Linked DNA regions of Mus musculus: all the other regions are linked to region 1. The links are chromatin contacts, called in public HiChIP or PLAC-seq and promoter capture Hi-C maps. All regions are on one chromosome and are shown on one strand. Each heading gives the region's core, a stretch centred on a gene start, on an enhancer-like site or on the middle of the called end of the contact. The rest is flanking DNA. Distances are from core to core; before and after follow the strand shown.

Region 1 (4,569 bases), core at 1,077-3,576:
AACAATTGCCGGGAGTATTTATACACACAGGAATAAACCTGGCTGACATCCTCAGCTCTGGGAAATAATTTGGACAGATTAATACTTGCTACTCAGGACAACTCAGATTTGTTGCCTTAACACTTGGTCGAGACATAAAATATTTTTCTAGGCAGATTTTCCTCAAGTTTGTGTCTTTCCTCTAGGCGTGTGAGCACTGATTGATTCATTCCCAGCCTGAGCCAGCACATACCAGTCCTTCCTGTAGTCCTAAGCACAGATGACCTCAGAGCAAACTGCTCTAATCTGGGCGCTAACTGTGGCATCTTGATCACATCAGGCTCTCTTATCTTTTGTCCGTTCCTTTTTATTCTGGTTTAAGCACAGCTTTCTTTAGCCCAACCCTATGAGAAGCTTGTGAGCCAACACGGAGGGCTTTCCCCTTTCACAGTACATTCACAACACTGTCATGGCTTACCTCCATCAGGACTTCCGTTTTCAAACAATATTTAGAAACAAACCACATCAATTACAATTTTGACAGAGGCCAACCCTGTCCATCCCAGGTATATATGGCTCTCCCTTTCTATGAGTCGGACAATGTTAGGAGGACTTGGAAAGTCAGGGATTCAATGCCAGTCCTAAGAATCCTTAGTCTAAGAGTACAGGTCAGGGAATTTGGAGGAAGAGTCCCTTGAATCTGCATCCTGGTTAGCTTCAACTGTCAACATGGCACAGTCTATAGTTATCTGAGAAGAGCATCTCAATTGAGAAATTGTCTGGATCAGATTAGCATGTGGATAGTTAATTGATGTGGGAAGGCCCAGTCTATGATGAAAAGAACCTTCCCTAGGCAGGGGGTCCTGGGCTGTATAAGAAAGCTATTTTAGCATGAGTTTATAAGCCAGCCAGCATTCCTCCATGGTGTCTGCTTCAAGTGCTTGCCTGAGCTTTCCCTCTGAATTCCTTCAATGATGAACTGTGACCTGAAAATAATAAGCCAAAAGAACCCTTTCCTCACGAGCCATGCTGCCTTCAGTCAGTATGTTACTGCAGCGACAGGATGAGACTAGAGCAACCTGCAAGGCTCATTGGAAAAGCAGGTGCCACTGAAATGAGACAAGGAAAAGACGGCGGGGGGTGGGGGGGGGTGGGGGGGGTGGGGGGGGGTGGAGGGGGGCGTGGGGGCGGGCTGCTTGTAGTTAGTTCATGTTGCAGGTTATGCCAAACCTAGAATGGCTCCATTGTGTTCAGCAACAACGTTAATCTGATTTGCTCGAGTTTTAAGCATAAGATCTCATAGAGGAAAAAGAGCTACTATTTGCCAGCACTCCAGAAGGCACAAAGTGACATCAGTAAACAACTCCTGAAAATGTACCAAATTTTATCAAAAACACTAGACGCATGAGCTTATCAACCACAATATATGCAACCCCTCACCTGAATTTCTACAAGGAGCACCCCAAAACCAGAGTGTGGCACACAGGCAGTGATCACAGGGTCAGCTGTCAAGAGAAGGGGAATAACCGTGGGCAAGGACTCCCTCCCGCCTTTGTCCTCGCAGTTTCTCCGGCTTAGTTGATCGATGAGAATTATTCGATCCTCAACAGCCCTCTTTGTCCCCGTATTAGCTCCAATGCCTGGACTCCAGTAAAGCTTTGTGTGCTTTCAAGCCTTTCTAACACTTTCTTAACCATTCTGCAACCTGTGTTTTGGTTCATTATTGTGTGAAATGTTAATATGTGGTTTAATGTTAGTGATTAAGATTGGAATAAAAGAGCAGTGGCTGCCCACGGCCAGAAAGAAGGCAAAATCGGGCTTACTTGGAAAACTGTAGTCAAGGAAAAAGAATTTATTGGCTATTTAATAAATCGTGACAGTGTAAAAAAGATCCATGTCTCTGTATGTTTCAGAATAACATGCACAAGATCCGGGGGTCAACACACCTCTTACCTCCTCTGGTGCAGAACCCCCAACCCGAGTACCTAGTCTCCACCACCCTCTGCCACCACCACCCACTCTGCCTAGACCTGGCACTGCGAGAGACCAGATGTGTCTGCTTCAGTGAGCGCTCAGCAAGAGACAGGGCAGCCTGGACCAGCTCCACCCGGAGGATCCCGCTCTGAGGCTCATCAGAGTCAGAGAGACCCCTCTGCAGACGAGAGCTGTACCCCACTGCCACAATCGCCCGCACGAACCATTTCCAGAGACATGATGTCCTAGTGTCCTCTTGTAGTTCCTGCAGTCAGTGGAGGTGAGGCAGAAATGGAGTAGAGAGAGAGAGAGACCTGGAGATTCCCTGTACAGATGCTAACAATCCAGATCCCCAAATAAGGCGGGGACCAAAAGGGGATGTCTCAGTGATACGTAGCGGCCATCTTCCTAATGCCTGGATATTTCATTGGATATGCATCCCAAAACAACTTGCCTGGTTGGCCATCAATCCACAGACCCGCCTCCTAAAGCTTTAGCGACTGGAGGAGCACACTCACCTACCACATTGAGATTCAAATTAGAAATTTTAGGTTCAAGCCTACCCAGACTGCATAGAGTACTTTCCTAGATCCTCACTGGCCCCACAGTGGGAAAGGGCAGAAGCAGAGCCCTGTCCCAGCTTTCCTGACCCAACACTTGCTCAGCGGGCAATTCTTGCTTCCTCCCCTTTCTGATGGGGTTACAGAAGCACAGAGGGATTCCAGACTCGGTGTCTATGGAAACAGCCCCATCGCACCATAGAAGACAAAAGGCATACCAGGTCTGGAATAGGAGAGAGAGGGGAGAGGGGAGAGGGGAGAGGGGAGAGGGGAGAGGGGAGAGGGGAGAGGGGAGAGGGGAGAGGGGAGAGGGAGAGAGGGAGTAAGGGAGGGAGGGAGACAGACACAGAGAGAGTGTGTGTGAGGGAGGGATGGAGGCTACCTATATTCAGTCAATAGCATAGAAAACATATGAAGGAATGAAATTATTGAAGGCATACAGAAAGTGGAATTTATAGAAAGAGGTCAAACATACCAGCAAAGTCCTCACGCTTTAACAAGGATCCAGTGTTTAATTTGACCCAGTGACTTCTGGTGTGTTCCACAAGCACACTATTATCTGACTCCAAATAGTCAATGTTTGGACAGGAGGTGCTGTACAGTTCAGCTTGTCCATGCAGATATATACAAGGGTCAAATGCAAGAGAGACACTGAGTCAGATTGTTCCTGATGGCTGTTACTAAACTTGAGGTCACAGTCTATAAGAAGCCAGGTTCAGCCACCCAACCTCGTGAAGACAAACATGCAAATTAGTAGGGAAAACCAGAAAAGAAGAAATTTATGCAATGTGGCTATGTTGGGAAGAGGAACAAAAAGACCCAGTGATTCCCCACTAGTCTATCTTGGGGTTACTAAAGTGAGACTGAAGTTTAAGTTAAAGCCCAGGGCATACTAAGCAGTCCAGGATGAGGGGTGATGCCACCCATTACTGGACTGTCACCATCTCTGTGAGGTTGTTCATCCCTTTCCTGGAGGAGATGAGCATCAGCTCTGGCCCAGGGTTTTCTTCTCCCAATACCAGATTCCCAGAGAAATCTCAATTTCTTGGAATTCACTGTTTCAATATTGTTAAAGCTAAAGGCTCTTTTAAGAAAACATTCATTTCTGTCAGGTTAATGTCAAATACAACAGTGGGGCCTAAAAGGGAAGGAAATAAAGAGACTACTCAGAAAGGGCAGCGGTATCCATTTTAAGGCTTTGGAGGAAGAGGTGATCCTGCACTTGGAGGAAGAAGTCTTTTAACGTGTGACTTGGAGGGAAGAAAGATGGCTGCCGCAAACCCATTATACAAGATATGCCATTCGAAGTCCTTAGTGGTCTAGGATCTGGTTGCACAGGGATCCTGATAATTTCTTTTGTGGAAGTATTGGGTTTCAGCTAGGAGTTAATCAGCCTACATTTCCCTGCAGTATTTCAGGCACCCTACTGAGATGTCTGTGACTTTCCAACAGGTTCTCTGGAAAGAAGAGCCTAGAGACAAGGTAACTCTCCCCCATCTTGGGTAGCTTATTTCTCAGAGCTGATTCTGAGACACCTCATGTTGTAGGAAGGTTAGGGTTAGGTTAGGGCTTGTAATCAAACTCCCTAAATGTGCTGTTTAGAGAATGACAGGCCAAGAAACTTAGAGAGAGACCTAGGAAATTTAGACCACATCACAGTCTCCCTGGCACTAAATCTTGTGGTCTCAAGGAGCAATCTGCTTCAGTGTCCTCTTTCCTATCAGCATATTATAGTGAGAATTACAGAATCTCACTAGGCTGCTTGTCAATTTCCTAGTTCTCACTTAAGTAAGGAGCCTACTCAACTCCTTTGAGTGAGAATCATAGCTGGGTGCTTGTCAAACAAGCCTCACTAGCATGGAGAATTACAGCACCAACTTTGAGGTTAGAGAGAGGTGACTGCAGACAGGTGTGTCCTCAGAGAAATCTAGACAGATCTAGACTAACTTTCCACTCAATTGCTACGAGAGACTTCTACCCCTTTCAGCAATGTGCCAAGGCAAAAAAAAAAAAAAAAAAAATACAATGCTTACTTCAAAAGGGATAAGACATAATT
Region 2 (4,569 bases), core at 530-3,029, 160 kb after region 1:
GTTTAAAGTGAACCTGGGCTATATACCTCAAGTTAAATATGAAGCATATCTTCAGATAAATATATATGTAGATAGAATGCAATTTAGTCAAAAATCTGTGGCTTTAACAAAACACCCTGGATAAACAGTTTATAAGGAGGAACTTATTTTGGCTCTTGGTTTTAGGTCACAGTCAGCTGATCTCCTTGGTTTAGGCCTGAGGTAAAACAGAGGATCATGGTGGGAAGCCCAAGGAGTCAAGTTGCTCATCTCATGGTGGCTGGGAAGTAAATAGATAAATGTTCATGCTTGGTTGCTTAGGAAAGGGCTAGAGTTCCAATACTTGCTTCAAGGGCACATCTTTCAGGACTTTACTTCCACTCAGCAGCCCCCCAATCACTAAGTTTCCATCACCTCCAAGCAGCATCCGCGGACCATATCTTCAACACACAAGCTTTGGTATTTAACATCAAACCCCAAACTAAAAATTAAGTCATTTTATCCAGCTATACCGTTCTAGATATACACGAAGAGAGTAAATGTCACCATGTAACTAAGATTCCTGCACACATATTTATTGCAGCATTGAGCATCCAAGTGATGGAGTCACCCAAGGAGCCTAGCAGTGGAGGAACAAATGGATAGAATATATGTGGTATTTATGAAAGTGAAGTATTATTCATCCACAAAAGAATGTTGTTTGCAAAAAAAAAAAAAAAAAAAAAAACACGGAACTGGAGATCATCATGTTAGGGAAATGAGCCAGGCTCAAATCAACAGATATTACATGTTTGCTTTTATATGATGAGCCTAAGTAGGCAAAATGAAAGTAGAAGGATGTTTATTAAGGCAGAGGGATTTTTAAAAAGCCAATCAGAGTGAACATAATCAAAGTTATTTCACAGAGGAATTTAAACAGAAATCAGTTTTGGTTTGCTATCATGGCTTTTCCCAGCTTACTCTGATTGAAGAGCAAAGGATTTATTCAAAAGTGACGTTATGACACTATTTGTATGTCGGAAAAAAAAAATACCAGGAAGAGCCCGCTGAGCCCAAGAGGCTGTGAATGGGGCTGGAGAGTTGGTGGATAAGGGCGCATGATAAACACCTAGGACTGGAGTTCAGATTCCAGCACTCACGTTAGAGATCCCCTGCACATTTCTGAATCACTATCTATGAGGACGGCTCAAATAAGAGGATCGCTGTGGCTAGCTGGCTTCCATTATTAGCCAAGGAAACCCGAGCCCCAGGTAAAGTGATGAGTGAAACAAACAAACAAACAAACAAACAAACCCTGCCTCAATGGAAAAGCGAGTGGACTTCTGCCGTCTTCCGGCCTCAGTGAGCACTCGCGCACACACGGATTCATCCACGTAGACACATAAAACTAACAAATCTTTCAGAAGCCCTGGACCTGTGTGTGGTGTAGACGGGAGAATTCTGACTATATAGCTCTGGCTGACTCGAAACTCAATAACGTAGACAAAGCTAGCGTGGAACTGGTATTAAAAAGTGCACCACCACTCCCGGGCTGGAAGGTGTTCTGAAATGTGATAACCCTCCAGGATGAAATCACATTTATTTCGGAGAAAAGGTATGAGCTTGGACAGGGCAGTTGTTGCAATCTGTACTTACAGACCCATTTCGGTGGTAAGCGTTGCTGAACCTGATAACTCAGTTCTAAGGAGTTGGGTCCGGAATAATTCACGAACCAGGGTGACTGTTACTCCCCTGAGCTATCCAATAAGAAGCACGGATAGTGGAGGGTGGCTCCCTTGCCGCCATATTTGAGTTCCGGGTAGCTGGAGGGAGGAGAGTTGTGCTTGAGCTTCCCGGTGCCTGTTCTGCCGACTGCCGCTCAGTAGGAAGAACGCCTGGATGCATCAGAAGCAGGAAATGGTGAGTGTGCCCTGGACTCTTGGAAGGTGGGCGGAGGGTTCTGACACTGCCACGGCTTTGCTGTAAGGTGGCGCCGGCTCCCCGACGTGTGCAGCAATTTGAGATGGACTTTGGGAGTGCCGTCAACCCGGGTGCACTTGAGTTGTATGCTCTGTTAGCGGAGTCCCGTCCTGTCCCTTCCCTGTGAAGCTGCTTCGTCCCTAGTTTCTAGTCCTCCCATGACGAGCCTGCGCCGCGAACCCGAGCCTCCGCTGACATTGCAGCTGCCAAGTTGGTGACGCCGCGTCCAGACTGCGGTGAAGGCACGTGGGTGGTGTGCACTGTTTTGCACTTTTTCATTTCCTTGTTCCCTGCTTTAGTTTTACACTGTGGTCATCCTGAAGAGAGGCTCGTGCTCGTGTGTTCTCTCTCTCTCTCTCTCTCTCTCTCTCTCTCTCTCTCTCTCTCTCTCTCTCTCGGCTTCTTTTTTAAAGTACTAGGGATGGAACCTCAGGTCTCATGCTAAGCGAACGCTTTACCATAGACCTGTAGACCTGTATCTCCATCCCTCATCCTGAGTTCACAGCTGGATTTGTTAGCTGTGATAGGCAAAATTCCCTATTTGTATGTACTGATTAATTAAGCTGATCATTTCTGAAGTAAAGGTTAGATTTTGGAGACCTTTTCCAAAGGAAAGTCTCGATAGCAGTGAAAAAGCCCAGGGCAGGGAGGGATTGTGTTGTTCTGTCCGTTTATACGGGATTTCACTGGGTACCATTGGCTGGTCTGGAAAGAGTTATGTAGACCAAACTAGTCTGGAACTCTAGATCCTCCACAGTGCTACGTGTGTTTCTGCTCATATGGGAGGGTATTCTGGGACTTGGAAGCCCAGGAGCCATACATACAGCTCTGAAGGGAAAAGGTGTCCCAATGAGGACATCCTCAAACACGGGAGCCCAGGAACCACACAGCTCTGAGAGGAAGCCTCCTCAGCAGTTCCCAGAGGAGGGTATCCCCAGCTGAGCTGAGGAGTTTAGGAGCTTACAGGCTTCAGCTGCCCTTTCTCTTCTCTTCTTTGCTTCTTTTCTTCTTAGCTTCTTCTGATGAGAGCCACTCCAGGCAGTAGATCTTATAAAGGAGACTTATTGGAGAGAAAAATGGAGAGGGATGGCTGCCCTCTGCTCCCAGAGCTGACTGACATGGGAGAATTGGACAAAGGGCAGGACTTGGATAGGATTTCTTAGAGAGTGGACAGAAATTTCCAGATTGAGGTGTGGTGTGAGTTCAAGTCCTGAGCTTGGGATTTCCTGTTAAGGGATTGGTGGGTTTTTTTCACCCTTTCCCCTGCATTGGGCCCATGGGTTAAGATGGGAAGTCCTTCCTGGCTTCAGGTTGCCTGGGCTGATGGGCCATCCTTGTGGAGCTGCTCCAGGAGGCTGGAGAGGAGGTGCTGCCACTGTGGACAGCTCCTGTGACAACTCCAGGCTGAGAAATTGTGGTTCGGCCATAGAGCCGATATTTTGACAACTCCTGTGCTGGCCTCTTACTGCAGCCTTAGGCAAGGTGGGAAAGAGGGGACTACACTGGGATTATAGGTGATTTCCACCCCCTCCGCCACCCACTGTGTATATATATATATTTTTTTGTTTAGCTAGCCTTAGGGTACTTCTTCAAATTTAGAATGCATAAGAGAGATTTCTTTAATCCCATCGGAGGTAGAGACCGGCCTATCTCAGAGTTCAGTCCCCTAGGGCTACACAGTGAGACCCTGTTACATATAACCAAAACAAACAAGCAAACAACAAATAAAAGCCAAACAGAACTCTTATCAGGATTATAGTTCTTGGGAAAATTTTTAATATTTTCATTTCCTTTCTAATTCGGGTAGTTGTTAGTTTTTCTAGAGAGTGTAATTTCTTTGTTGTTATTTTTTAGATTAAAAACATTTTTATGTATATAAATATGTTTGAGTGTATGCTGCCTGTGTGGGGGTACCTGCTGAGAGCAGAAATGGGTGTGGATCCTTGGAACTGGAGTATAGGCAGTTGTCAGTAGCTCTTGTGGATAATGGGAACTGAACCTGGGTCCTCTGGAAGGACAATATGTGCTCATAACTGCTAAGTCATCTTTCCAACCCTGGACAGTGTGAGTTTTGACCATTGAGAAAATCTGGGTTGGTCAGTCTGAGAGAGAAAGACATCTTTGTTTTTTTACCTGTTATTTCTTGTAGATGTGTTTAGATTGTTATTTTCTTGGTTTTATTTGCGATGTCATCTGTGCCTAGAAAATTGTCCATCTCTTATGTATTTCCAGGTTTTTGCAAATAGTTTTCAGAGATAGTCTTCTGCATTTTATTGGAACCTTTTGTAACCTCCCCAAGTCATCTATATCTTTTTATTAATTTATACCCTTTCTTTCTGTTGATATTGCTAGGTGCTTGCAAATCTTTTCTTTTTTCTTTTTCTATAAAACAGCTGTCTGGTTTGGTATATTCTTTTCATGACCTTTTCATACTTTCTTAATTTTATTATTTCTTCTTGTTGTATGACTTTGGCTTTGGCTTATTCTCATTTTTCTAAGGCCATGTGTTTGCATCATTATGTTATTTAAACTCTCTCTTTCTCACAGTTATGACCTTTCTTCCTATATTGTAATAGGTATATATCCCAAAGATCACAGCAATTTTTCCATTTATATTTATTCTAAGAATTT
Region 3 (4,569 bases), core at 762-3,261, 140 kb after region 1:
CAACCCTCAAGATGAGTCTGAGAGAAGATCTTGAGTAGGTGGCACTTTCTGACCAGATACAAAAAAGTTTGAGGAAAAAAAAAGTGTTGCTGGCCCCTCTGGCCTTTTGTTTCTTGCACATAACTGCATCTATCTAATTTTTTGGGGGGTGGACAGAGTCTCTGAGATGTAACCTGACTGTCCTGAAATTCACTCTACAGACCAGGCTGACCTTGAACTCAGAGAGCCACCTGCCTCTGCATCCTGAATGAATTATTCAGCCCATCTTTAATGACATTAATTTCTGCTTCTTTGGCCTTCCATTGTGACCTGGGGATCAGAATTTTCTGTGGAACTTCCAGTCCTTTGAGCATCCAACCGGGCTTGCTGAGGCATCCAGTCTCATAGCCTGGGTAACTACTGTGCTCTCTCCAGGGCACAGATAGCCACTGTTGAACTATTCAGGCCCTGTTGATTGTAAGCCACTCTAACAAATTGTGTGTGTGTGTGTGTCGCACATGTGTGCACATATTATTGGTTTGTTCTACAGAGCTCTACCTGATCAGGAAGGTTGGCAGGAAGCAGCAGGACTGTGATGTAGAGAGGAAAGGGGTCCTGAGAGGACTTGGAATGACAAACGTGAATACAGATTTTGGGAGGAAAAGGGGCTATGGGAGAAAGCAGCGTTTGAATCGATGGTATTGGAGGTGAAACCCTTTTAGGTGACACTGAAATGTTAAGTGTGACTCTGGCAGTAGGGAACCAGTGCAGCATGGAGCAAGGGGCACTAGGAATGAGGCCAGTGGAAGTGTAACCACAACTGGAGAGGCCAGAAGGGTCCCTGGTGAAAAAGAACAGTCAGACTGGGATGCAGCCCAGCGGCCAAGAGCTTGCTTCAACTCAGTACCATAAACAAAACCAAAAAGCTCAACTACTGCTCAAATTGGAAAATAGAGTCCACTGATGGTTCTTGAGAGTGAAGAGCAAGATAAGAAAGCATCAGGCCCCGAGGAGTTTAAGGGAAGAGATACTACTCACATCTCTCTCTGCCCATCGGGTACAGACACTAGCCCAAGGACAAGGATGGACTAGGCAGGGGCCAGATCTTGGCATGATGCACTGAAGCCTCAAACTCTTCGGTGGAAACTGAGTGGACTGGGGCTGTCCCTGCTCTGTGCTGCCCATCCTGGGAGCAGTTTTGCATTAACGAGGGGAAGAGACCTCAGATCATGAGTTTTGATCATAATGTGACCTAAAGCAGGCTGGGAGCAAGGAAGGGAGGAAAGGAGAAAGGCTCGGATCCTGGAGAGGCAAGGCAAGAGTGGACTGGCTGCTGGGGCGGAGAGGTCTCCCTATGTCTCCCCTCACTTCTCTACTGTCCTGTGTTCCAAACCTCTCCTGACCCAAGTGCCACAGTATCTTTCCAAACACGTTGGAAACACATCTACCCAGAGACCTACCTACTGCCACACTCACCAAGGCCAAGTGACCCCAGAACCAGCTCGGTTTAGGGGGCTGAGGGAAGCAACGAAGGCGACTGCAGTTGTCATAGAAGGCATAGATCCAGGCCAGAATTCGGGCTAGAATCCAAGATGCCCCTCCCAGCAGCAGTAGATGCCACGGAGAGGCAGTCAGGGACCCCATTCCCAGCCAGGACAGACATAGCTGTAGCATCCTGCAGGGCAAATAGGCAGAAGGTGAAATTCTGAGGCTCCGGAGAAGGGTGGGGACAGGCCCGTTTACTAGATAGGAATATAGCTAGCGATATAGACTGGGAGGACTTGGGGGCAGCGCAGGAAGAAGAATGAACATTGAGAGAGAAGAGGAAGAACACAACAGGCAGGACTGTTAGCATTCTAGAGGGCCTCAGCCTGAAGAATAAACTACGGGCGCAATTTCCAGGAGACCAAAAGTCTCCAAGGTCAGCTCCCTACAGCCATTCCAGCTGTGGGCAGAGCTCTCCCTGTTCTGAGCCAGAACTCGCCTTGTTGCCTTCCACCCCGGCACCTTCTCTCACGAGCAGCGAATCTTCCACAACTTCCTGTCTTCTCTGAAAACATTTTGTCCCGGAAGCTGTATGGGAAGTTCAGCTGGGCTGAACCAACCAATCCCTCCAACCCTCAGCCCAACCTCCAAGCCTGGGCAGGCAGCCAAGGCCAGTGGGGGCGGGTCCAACCTTAAAGGGATGGAACTAGACTGAGAGTCATAGGCTTAGGTGGGGCATCCTCAGCGTTTAACCTTTCTGCCTGAACCAGAGACAAAGGAGTTACAAAGGAGATTCCAAGTTTAGGAGTGCACCTGCCCTCCAAGGGCTAAGGGGTGGCAGATAAATCTCTCTAGCTCCTCTGCATAGTTGTCTGGGTAACAGCATGCAGAACTGTGAGGCTCTGAAATGCATTTCCTCTCCTCTCCCCACGCCCAACAGCTGCACAGCCTGGCAGAGATCGATTTCTTCCTTCTTGAACCCTAGGTTCTAGGTGGACCAATAATTGCAACCCTGCTGGAACCCACTGGGTCAGAGAGTGTAGGTTAAGCTCATGTGAGGCTGAAGCTCAGAGATCTGAGGGAACAGCTAAAAGGGGCCGTGAGCAGAGGGGACACAGGCTGAAGGTCAGATCTGGGCGTGGGCTGATGTCATAGATATGCGTTAAATATTGGGGGTCAGGAAACTTCTATTTTATTTTATTTTGCTGGTCATGTTTTGTTCTATCCTAGGTGGCTGGACTATCCAGCCTCTGTCTCCTGACCCTCCAGCAGTGCCAGGCATGGGTTTCCTCTCATGGTGTGGATCTGAAGTTGGACCAGTAATAAATTGGCAACTTCCCCGAGTTCCTTCTGTGCCACCTAGCCCAACACATCTTGCAGGTAAGACAAATTGTGGACTGAGGGTTTTGTGGCTGGCTTGGTATCCTAAGCAATGAACTGGAAGCCTTGCCCGGTTATTGAAAATGGGCTGGTTCAGGCTAGGAGTTTTATGCTAGGAGTTTTCAGTAGGGTTGGCCTCCTGGAAGTTTCCATTGTACTAGGTTTCTACCTCACCCCCAAAGTGCCTCCCATTCTAGTCATTTCTCCTCACCCCAAAAATGCCCTACCCCCATCTCCCAGTTCTCCCAGTATTTTCTCCCACCCCCACCTATTCCTTCCTGTTCTATCTGTCCCAGTCCACCCTTGGAATCTATTTTATTTCTCCTTCCCAGAGAGACCCATCTGTACCACTTTGAGCCATCTTTAGCATCTCTGGGTGTGGACTGTAGCGCAGTTATCCTTTGCAGCTAATATCCTCTTAGAAGTGAGTATGTACCATGTTGGCCTTTCTGGGAAAGAGATATCTCGACCGAGAAAGTGTTTCCATCAGGATACCTGTAGGGAAGTCCATAGAGCATTTTCTTGATTAATGGCTGATGTGGAAGGGCCCAGCCCACTGTGCCTGGTGCCATCCCTGGGCAGGTGAGTCCTCAAGTGTACATGAAAGCAGACTGAGGAAGCTAGTGAGCAGCACGCCTCCGTGGCCTCTCTTCAGTTCCTGCCTTGAGCTCCTGTCCTGACTTTCCTCAGTGATGGAGTGTGAACTGAGCTATAAACTGACATTAAGCCTTCCCTCCCTGTGGCACTATTGATTACTGTGCTTTGGAGCAGCAATAGAAGCCCTAAGGCAGTGGTGCATGACTACAATCCCAGCACGTAGGAGATGGAGATAGGAGGATAAGATGCTCAAAGTTAAGGGCCAGCTAGATGTCTCAGCCGGTAAAAGTGCGTATCATCAAACGGATTCACTGAAAGTCTATCAAAAGACCAAGTGTGTACCCCCCATACAAGAGCTGCACTTACAGCATTCCAAGGGGACTAAAACCCAAAGTCATCTGACCCTTGATTTTGTTCACGGTTCAAAACCTTTGGTGATATGTAATGCTCCCCTCATACTCTGATGTGAACGACTGTGGATTGAAAAGGACAAAGTCAAAGGTAGATGCCACTTCAACATAACCACAAGTAAATCAAACTCATTTAAAATCTCACTTAAGGGTTTGGGGAGCATGATGTGAATAAAGTGCTTGTTTGCCTTGCATTCATGGAGACCCAAGCTCAATCCCCAGAACCGGGCTGCATGGTGGATATGTGCAATACCAGCACTGGAGAGGTGGGGACAGGCAGACCTTTGCAGCTTGCTGGCCAGCTGTGTTTAATTGTCCAGCTCTAAGCCAGTAAGCAAGCTTGAATCAAAGGAAGTAGAGACCACTCCTGAGGATCTGTGTACTAGGTTGCCCTCTGCCTGCCCCCACATGCATAAACATACATACACAGCTATACAAACACCATCCAACCCACTTGGAGGAAAAACAACTACAGAGCTGGGGCATGTGACAGAGTGATTGAGGACTTGCCTGGAGTGCACAAGGGCACAAGGCCTAGGTTTAAACTACAGCACTGCCGAAAAGGCTTATAAAGATACTGTATGAGGCTGGTGAGATGATTCAGCCGGTAAGAGCACTGACTGCTCTTCCGAAGGTCCTGAGTTCAAATCCCAGCAACCACATGGTTGCTCACAACCACTCATAATGAGATCTGACGCCCTCTTCTGCTGCATCTGAA

Evidence for each region. HiChIP or PLAC-seq counts read pairs in DNA pulled down with a chosen protein or histone mark. Capture Hi-C pulls out chosen DNA fragments and counts their contacts.
Region 2: a contact with region 1 is called in a promoter capture Hi-C map of adipose tissue. The contact joins the promoter of Zfp472 here to the promoter of Zfp811 in region 1. A contact is called at or near these places in 7 of 39 promoter capture datasets (the 3T3-L1 cell line, cranial neural crest, embryonic stem cells and 4 more), 5 of 484 Hi-C or Micro-C datasets (embryonic stem cells, liver and nephron progenitors), 6 of 115 datasets of contacts at active chromatin or transcription factors (astrocytes, embryonic stem cells and stem cell-derived neural progenitor cells) and 3 of 9 other capture datasets (adipose tissue, embryonic stem cells and liver).
Region 3: an H3K4me3 HiChIP or PLAC-seq map of embryonic stem cells shows a contact between it and region 1, with 20 read pairs. The contact joins the promoter of Cyp4f13 here to the promoter of Zfp811 in region 1. A contact is called at or near these places in 3 of 39 promoter capture datasets (3T3-L1-derived adipocytes, hippocampal neurons and liver), 1 of 484 Hi-C or Micro-C datasets (liver), 7 of 115 datasets of contacts at active chromatin or transcription factors (bone marrow-derived macrophages and embryonic stem cells) and 4 of 9 other capture datasets (adipose tissue, embryonic stem cells, liver and 1 more).

The regions. Positions count from the first base shown.
Region 1 is chr17:32,807,605-32,812,173 of GRCm38.p6, forward strand. Zfp811 (zinc finger protein 811) reads right to left here and starts at 2,327. Exons shown (of 4, transcript NM_183177.3): 1 at 2,178-2,327. The coding sequence starts at 2,180.
Region 2 is chr17:32,964,052-32,968,620 of GRCm38.p6, forward strand. It overlaps Zfp472 (zinc finger protein 472), which reads left to right and starts at 1,780. Exons shown (of 4, transcript NM_153063.3): 1 at 1,780-1,878. The coding sequence starts at 1,858. It also overlaps the pseudogene Cyp4f41-ps.
Region 3 is chr17:32,945,350-32,949,918 of GRCm38.p6, forward strand. It overlaps Cyp4f13 (cytochrome P450, family 4, subfamily f, polypeptide 13), which reads right to left and starts at 2,012. Exons shown (of 13, transcript NM_130882.1): 1 at 1,964-2,012; 2 at 1,456-1,654. The coding sequence starts at 1,653.